Regions from separate parts of the Sus scrofa genome. Here all the other regions are linked to region 1. Evidence: chromatin contacts called from public Hi-C and HiChIP or PLAC-seq data. All regions are on one chromosome and are shown on one strand. Each heading gives the region's core, a stretch centred on a gene start, on an enhancer-like site or on the middle of the called end of the contact. The rest is flanking DNA. Distances are from core to core; before and after follow the strand shown. Region 1 holds the start of ATP5L (ATP synthase, H+ transporting, mitochondrial Fo complex subunit G). Region 2 holds the start of UBE4A (ubiquitination factor E4A). Region 3 holds the start of KMT2A (histone-lysine N-methyltransferase 2A).

Region 1 (2,633 bases), core at 69-2,568:
ATGGAAGAAAGGAAGGAGACAATGAATAAGAAAATACCAATCACAGCAAAATAGCTTCAGAAATATTATACATATTAAAAAAATTTCTATTTACTTTTCTAATCAAATCTGACCGAAAGCTATTTAGAGATCTGCGCTTCAACCACTTACTTAGAATATAGCACATCTAATGGAAAGGCTTCCGTTAATTTAACTGATCTCATTTTGGGAATAAAATGAATAGCTTGATACCCAGCAGACAACTGAAACATTTACTCACTTAAGACTACTACTCTGGGCTGTGACTATTCACCTGTTCCGAAACACAGCGTTCGACCAGCGATGCTTTTCCAAACGGAAAATCCCCACGGACGCTGAACTATGATAATAAGGATTACTATTTACACATATCCCTTCCTATACTTACCAAGGCAGGGACATTCGTCCGTAAAGTTCAACTTCATCTGAAAACTCACTTAGATTAAAGACAAAATACCTCGGAGCCTGGCCAAGGCATAAAGCAAAGGCAACGTTCCAAAGGTCACCCATCCTTAAAAGCTCTGTAGCCTTCCAAATACTCCACCGGAAGCAGAAAAGCCGATGAGGCCGCACGTCTGTACTTCTACACGTCTCTGTCCTCACCTCCCTCGCCCTCCTAACAGAGCCATCCCCCTCCCTGCTCCTTTTCCGAGCGGTCCAAGGGCGTCATGGCGGCGGCTGCAGGGCAACCCCCGGCTGCTTGCACACTCCCTCCCCTCCCCGTCGTGGTCAAAATTCAGAACTTCTAGATTGTAGAGAGAACCCAAGCCGCAGGCCTGGCCAAAAGGCTAGAAAAGAATCGCGAATCTGCCTTCTGTCCCCAGTCCTCCTTCAGGCGGCACACACAACAGCTCCGCCGGCCCCTCGTGACCGCAGCCCGCGTCCTCCCCTCAGGCCCTCGCAGGCCTCTCCCCCGCACCCCGCGCCCGGGTACCCCAGTCGGCAGGCTTCACGCCGCGCTCACCGTTAACCAAGACCGGTGCCTTCTCCGCGAGGTTACGGACAAACTGGGCCATGGTTCTAGGAGTGAAAGTCCGTCGCTGCGACTGGCTGGCTGAATGTCACCCGCCAGGAAGGACCTGCGGCAGGACCCCGTTCCGCTTCCAAGGTCAGGCCTCCTCTTTCTGCGCCTGTCCAATATATTTAGGTGTACTGTCTCTTCGGAATCCAGTGGGTCAGTTTATTTTCTTCACTCACAAGAGGGAAAAGTGGGTATGAGAAGATGAGATCAGAGAGCAGGTAAAAAGCAACACATTTCTGCCGCAGAGAAACAGGCATTTCTTGGGGCAGCCGCTCAGGGAAGTCGGAAGACAGGAGCGGGGCGGGAAGGCGCATGTGCCCTGAGCGTCCCGGGCAGCCTGCTGCTCCCACCTCCACTTTTTGTGTAGGGTGCTTTTGCAGCTTTTCTGGGACAACGTGGGAAGTTAGGACTGGAAGGCGCTGTTGCGATTTTTCTAGGCCAACACGATCGTCTTACAAAGGCAGAGGGTCCTAGGCCAAACATGTATAGTGGGGGGGGGGGGGGGCGCTACGTAACTTGTCATCTGCCTCAGCCCATTGCTTTTCTCTAGTTGATCTTTTGTAATCCCCGTCTCCCTTGCATCCTGTATCAGGGTTAGAATCTAATTCCCTAACCAGCCACAAGGAACTGTTCAGATATAAAGAACAAAATCACATTTACTGACGGCTTCCAGTCTGTTAGGCATTCTGGAATTTAAAGAAAGCCTCTGTGTCAGGTAACGTCCCCATTTAAGACTGGAATTGATAAATGTTCATATAGCAGAGTTGGGATCTGAAGAAGTTGCATTGTAAACAAAGAAAAGGCATTAGTATGGAATTAGGCGTCTTGCTGATCTGGGAAGACTTCCTAGAGAAGGAGGTCCTTGAATTAATGTATAACAGAACACCTATGTACTACAGAGTTGAAACTTTATAGTTAAATATAACTGGAGGAAAAGATACATATAGGGAAGTGGCATTTGATGAGAAAAACAGAATAAGTAATGTACCTGGAAGAAGCCTGAGCAGAAGTAAAACTTTGATTGATGGAATGGTTAGAGGTGGAATGAAAAATTAGGAGTGATATCAAGAAGCCAAGATCAGCCTTTGAGTGAAGGAGTGATTCAGTTGCCTGATACTCTAGAGAAGTCAAAGAAAGGCTGGGGATGTTAATTTAGCAGTATGGAAACATAGATCAGTTTCAAACAATTAGGACAGAAGTCAGAGTGGATGAGTGAGAAATATGGCTATAAAGGAATATGAATCAGAAAACCAAATGAGATGTGAAACTGAAGGGAGAGATGAAGCTAGAGAGAGGGGACTGACAAGATTCCTGCTGAGGTAGGAGATAAGGTTGTTGGGATTAGCCCTGGAGTGGTGGGGCCTTTTCCACAGATGGAATGATGAAAGAGAAGTCTGAAAGTGGAAATTCTGATGTCTTTGAAATAGAAGGCAAGTTCACCTGAGTGTGAAGGGTTAAATGGGAGCGTGGGAGAGAATTTGAGGAAAGAGGTTAAGTTTGGAATAGCTGCTAAGTTAAGGACACACAGAGTTGTTGGGTAATGTTAGAGACACATTTATGGCCACACCACTCTAAAGGCTGTCATTTTTCTCCA
Region 2 (2,633 bases), core at 101-2,600, 45 kb after region 1:
AACAATGCCAGATCCTTAGCCCACTGAGGGAGGCCAGGGATCGAACCTGTGTCTTCGTGGATACTAGTCAGATTCGTTTCTGCTGAGCCATGACCGGAACTCCCTAAATCCGTCCTCTTTAAAAACATGTTTCCCTCTGATACATGTGCTCCAAGAGTCTGTAATAGCTGTCTAGCCCAGTCCTACAAAATCCTTTCACTCTCCCCTGATTCAATCTTTTGTTTATAAGCAATACTGCTATCCCTTAAGGGCCACTGACAGCTTTTAAAGAGATGAGCGCACGTTTTAACATCGGACTTGATATTGCTTTTAAACAGAAATACTCGGAATACTTCACAAAACTGGGATTCTCAAAATCAAACTTTATTAAATCATACTCCATAAGGTCTAAGTTTCCTGGTGAGGTCAAACCAAAAAAGGAATTAAAAAAATATTTCATCACATGTTCCCCCTCCAATTACCCTTTCAGGCCTCTACTGTGGAAACAGATCCTTTGGTCACATCAGTCACATCGGCAAGCTAGAAGGAGCTCATCAAGTAGCAAAGCAGACAGTACTCCCTCCTGGGGCCCATTTTATCTCAGAAGGGCTCCCATGTGAGACCAAAATGGTCCATGCGAGTGAGACTAAACATTTTCTTGTTCTGGAAGCAAAAAACTGATCCCAAGGAGAAGATCCATCAAAAATAAGCTCCTGAGCTCTAGTTACTCAATTTTGCAAGTGCCTTCTAAACCCAGCTGCTGAGGGAGCAAGAAGCAGAGTGCCAGCAGAGTTTTGAGAGGTGAAATGATTGCTTGCCTTAAGAAATGTCAATACCCTGCCATATGTATTCAACTGGTTTGATTACCAGCCTATGACACAGCCGTAGGCTGTGCTTAATTTCCTCTTCTTTGGCACTTGGCTATCTGTTGTCTACTTTTTATATTTTATCCCTCCAGGTTCCATAAGGTATTCGCAGCATGGAGGGAGACCCACCCACTGGGCGCACGTTCTAGAGAAAGAAAGTCAAAATTAATGCAAGGCCAAGATTCCTGGCTTTTCCAGGAAGAGAATGGCCAAGGGGGCCAGAGAGGCCAGAAGCTAGAGCACTGTAAGGGGTTCCCAAAACAGTCAGGGTCGAAGTTCATGGAGGAGAAAGCCAGTGGTCAGGAAAGCACAGGTAAAAAGAATTTGAAAGAGCTAACAGTGCAGAGGTTTGGACTGGCATTCGACTAGAAGGAAAAAATTCCTCTGCAGCCTCAAAGGTTCCCCTCCCCTCCAGCTATTTTGTCTCTTACCAGAGCCAGAAGGGCCAGCAGCGACGACACGACAGAGTCTCAGTGGCCGAAGGGTTCCCACTTCCGACTCAGCACCGCAACCGGAACTTACATCATGACTAGGCGCCGTGCCTTGAGGAATCTCGTCTAGGCGCCGGAAACTGGGTGTGTCGCTCTGCGTTGGGAGCGGGCGCGCAAACATCCCCACGACGCATGCGCTGGCTGGCTGGGGCGGAGCGGAAGTAGCCGGAAGTGGCGTTAGGGCGGTGTCCGGCGGGTAGTGGCAGGCTTATGGGTGAGCTGCAAGGCAGGTGTTTTGAAGCTTCACGGAGTATGAGACGGGTCTCCGAAATCCGTGTATGGGTGACAGATATGACTTGGTAAACCCTGGCTCTGCTCTAGGCCACTGTGGGCTTCTTTCTATTTTTCCCATTAGCCTTAGGCTTTTTTGAAGCAGCTTCTGTACTTTTTATAAATTATTATCTGTGAAGCAGTTAACAGTAGTAATAACAGTAACTGAAAGTTGTGAATTCTTTTTAGGTGCCAGGCAATGTGTTCTTGTAAAGTGGAGACGATATACATCCTCAAGGTTGCCTCGAGGTACACAAAGGCAAAGGAAGCGGCATATTTTTTAAGAGTGCAAATGAAAAGACAATTCAGGAGTTCCCGTCGTGGCGCAGTGGTTAACGAATCCGACTAGGAACCATGAGGTTGCGGCTTCGGTCCCTGCCCTTGCTCAGTGGGTTAAGGGTCCGGCGTTGCTGTGAGCTGTGGTGTAGGTCGCAGATACGGCGGATCCCGCGTTGCTGTGGCTCTGGTGTAGGCCGGCGGCTACAGCTCCGATTCGACCCCTAGCTTGGGAACCTCCATATGCCGTGAGAGCGGCCCAAGAAATAGCAAAAAAAGACAAAAAAAAAAAAAAAAAAAAGACAATTCATTGAGTGACAGAAATATTTGTAAATTACATATCTGATTAAGAAGTAACATCCAGATATATTTTAAAAAGTCTGTAACTCAACAACAACCAACACAAATGACTGGATTAAAGAATGGACAGTGGACTTGAATAAACATTTCTCTAAAGAAAACGTACAAAAAGGAGTTCCCCTCATGGCGCAGTGGAGACGAATCTGACTAGGAACCATGAGGCTGTGGGTTCGATCCCTGGCCTTGCTCACTGGGTTAAGGATCCTGCATTGCCATGAGCTGTGGGTGGTGTAGGTCACAGACATACTTAGAGCTCCAATCTCGTGTTGCTGTGGTGTTTCTATGGCTGTGGCTCCTATTGGACACCTAGCCTGGGAAACTGTATATGCCTGAGTGAGCCCTCCCCCCCCCCCAAAAAAAAAGAAAAAAGAAAATGTGCAAATGGCCAATA
Region 3 (2,633 bases), core at 47-2,546, 37 kb before region 1:
ACTAATCCTTCATTCTAAAGGAGGGAAAGGATGGCGTGAAGGTAGAGTAATCCCCTGCTACCAAAAGGCTAGAAACTGCAGCTCTAAGATGGGGGAACACTGCTGTATGAGGAGCTCACCGTTACCTTCAAAGGAAAAGGAGGTGAAGGGAGGCAAGGTGGAGAGGAAAGTAGATTTTCCCCGGTGGGGTAAGGCGGGATGACGGGAGGATCTATCTGCAGGGGGTAGGGGTTGAGGGTGGAAGTGAAGGAAGGGGGAGTGGCTGGTAGTGTAGGGACCTGGCCTGGGGACTGGGCGAGGGTTCATCAGGTTTTCGGAAGCAAGGTGCTGGAAGGGACATCGGTCCCCAAGGGTAGGAGAAGAATGTGGCTCTGGATGAGGCCATCACCAGAGAGATGCCCAAGAGGAAAACTGCCCAGGAGTAAAACATCTGCCTAGAGAGGGAGGCGGGGATGTGGCGGGATCAAGTCTCTAGGAAGGAGGGAGGGAGGGAGGAATCTTGCTCGGATGAGGTAATCTGTGAAAGGGAGGAGGGGTTCAGTCCCGGGATGGGAAACCCGGGAGAGGGGTCTGTGCCAAGGGATTTGGGGAAGGGTCAGAGGAACGAGGGTGGGAGGCAAACGCGCTCGGCCTGATGGGTCGGAATCCCGGGGTGGGGGCGCCTAGGGGCCCGCACCCCTATATGGGGGCCCCGAAATGGGAGGGCCATCTGCCCCGGGTCAGGGACCCCAGGATGGTCCCCGAATTGGGATGCTCCACAATCCCGGATGGGGGAGGGGAGGGGGCTCAGCAGAGGGTCGAGACCCCGGACCTGGGGGTTCCTCGCCCCCTTACCTCTCCGCTGCCGCCTCCCCCGCCGCTCTCCCCAAACACGGCCCGGAACCGGCGCAGGTTGGTGCCGATGGCGGCCGAGACCTGCAGCGCCGCGTCGAAGCCCGGGCCCACCCGGAGCAGGGCCGGCCCAGAGGAGGCTGAGGACGATGACGAAGACGAAGACGAGGCGGACGACGAGGAGGCTGCTGAGGCGGCGGCCGCTCCCCCTGGAACCCCAGCCCCGCCGCTTCCCGCCGCCGCCGCCGCGGCCGCCACAGCCGGGGGGGAGGGGGGCGCCCCGGGGCCGCCGCCGCCGCCCGGGGGCCCGGGGGGAAGCAGCAGGGCCGGGACGCGTTGCCGCGGGGCGCCCCCTAGGCCCCGGCGCCCCCCGCCGCCGCCGCCCCAGGTGGTCCCGGGTCGGGCGGGGAAGCGCCACCGACAGCTGTGCGCCATGTTCGCCCCGTGAAGTGAAGCAGCGAGAGGGAGAGGCGACAACACAGGGGGGCGGGGAGGCGGAGGGGGGGGCGCGGGCCCCGGAACCTGCCCGGCCCGCTCGGCGCCGCCCGGCCGCCTGCACCCCGCGGCCGCTATGCCGAGCGCCGGGCCGCGCCAGCCGGCCCAGCAAGCTGTATAGCGGGCTCAGGCCCGCGCTGCCAACGCCGAGCCGCGGCTACGCCATCCCGAGGCCCGGGCCGCCGCCTGCCGCCCGCCCTCCCGCCCCGCAACCTGGATAACTGCATGCCCCGCCCTCCGGGAGCGGCATTGCTCTGGAAAAGGAGGGGGGAAGGAAGCCCAGGAGCCCGACGCGGAGCGCGGGTTCCGGGGAGAGGGGGAGGGGCGAGGGCTACGGGGAGGATGGAGGCGGAGGGATCCCGGCCGCCCGCAGCCTCAAGAGCCGAGAAGCTGATTACACACGTTCCCGGGATGCGCTGGGAATCGAACCGCCCGGGAGAGTAGCCTCCAGTCTAACGCGGCGGCCGGGTCGGGGACGAGTGCGCCTTCTCCGCCTCGAGGCATGGATACGAGATGGTTAGCCTGGATTTAACGCTTCTAGAATAAAAGAGCCCTTATTGTGCTTACAGGCAAGACAGAATTATTGTCCAGTTTACTCTATGCAAAACAGAAAGGCCCTCAGTGAATGCGCTTTAAAAAATAAAAAGCCCCTCCCATTTCCATGCTGGAGCTCTCTCCAAAACGCAAACCCGGAGAGATTCAGCTCCCGCCACCTCCTTGCCCTATTATGCGCTCGGGGCTGAGGAACCTCTGGCTTTCGTGCCCTTTTGCAAAGAGTTGCGTTGTGTTTCGCCAGCCCGGGCATGGGGGCCACGGCGTGCTCCGCTAACGAGGCGGCGTTACAACGAGGCTGAAGCTGGGTGGCTAGCGGGGCCTGGAGGGAAGAGGCGGGCAAAAGCGCCCCCGCCCCTTCTTCCTCCCTTCCCTGCCTGCCGCTGCATGCAAAGCAGACCCTAATGTATGCACGCAGAGGGAGGGGGGTTCGCGAGCACGTTTCTGATTAAGAGAGGGGGAGGAGAAGAGCGTTGAGCATTATGATACACTGGGTGGAAGGGGCCCGCCAGCGGCGAGCTGTGTGCGCGGGGTTAGTAGGCGGAGGGGGGAGGGGGAAGGAGGAGGGTTAGGGCCGGAGATGAATATCCACGGGTTTACTTTATTGCGGGAAAGAGGGGAGGGCGCCTCAAGCTAGGCGTTAGAAGCCTGCAAGGCTGGGAAAGCACAGAAGGAAGGGAGGGGTTTGTACCGGGAGAACTTGCGTTGGCTGAGACTGGGGGATCGATACACAGCCTGCAGGCCCCCGGGCAGCC

Evidence for each region. Hi-C and Micro-C count contacts between places; a contact is called where the count stands out from the background. HiChIP or PLAC-seq counts read pairs in DNA pulled down with a chosen protein or histone mark.
Region 2: a contact with region 1 is called in an H3K27ac HiChIP or PLAC-seq map of alveolar macrophages. The contact joins the promoter of UBE4A here to the promoter of ATP5L in region 1. A contact is called at or near these places in 6 of 47 Hi-C or Micro-C datasets (embryonic fibroblasts, heart right ventricle, liver and 2 more) and 2 of 2 datasets of contacts at active chromatin or transcription factors (alveolar macrophages and skeletal muscle).
Region 3: a contact with region 1 is called in a Hi-C map of embryonic fibroblasts, with 2.1 times the contacts expected there. The contact joins the promoter of KMT2A here to the promoter of ATP5L in region 1. A contact is called at or near these places in 6 of 47 Hi-C or Micro-C datasets (embryonic fibroblasts, epiblast stem cells, heart right ventricle and 2 more) and 2 of 2 datasets of contacts at active chromatin or transcription factors (alveolar macrophages and skeletal muscle).

Annotation. Positions count from the first base shown.
Region 1 is chr9:45,705,134-45,707,766 of Sscrofa11.1, reverse strand. It overlaps ATP5L (ATP synthase, H+ transporting, mitochondrial Fo complex subunit G), which reads right to left and starts at 1,318. Exons shown (of 3, transcript NM_001244137.1): 1 at 983-1,318. The coding sequence starts at 1,034. It overlaps LOC102167309 (a long non-coding RNA gene), which reads left to right and starts at 995. Exons shown (of 2, transcript XR_002335663.1): 1 at 995-1,126.
Region 2 is chr9:45,659,807-45,662,439 of Sscrofa11.1, reverse strand. UBE4A (ubiquitination factor E4A) reads right to left here and starts at 1,350. Exons shown (of 20, transcript NM_001244872.1): 1 at 1,277-1,350.
Region 3 is chr9:45,742,229-45,744,861 of Sscrofa11.1, reverse strand. It overlaps KMT2A (histone-lysine N-methyltransferase 2A), which reads right to left and starts at 1,296. Exons shown (of 37, transcript XM_021062912.1): 1 at 835-1,296. The coding sequence starts at 1,266.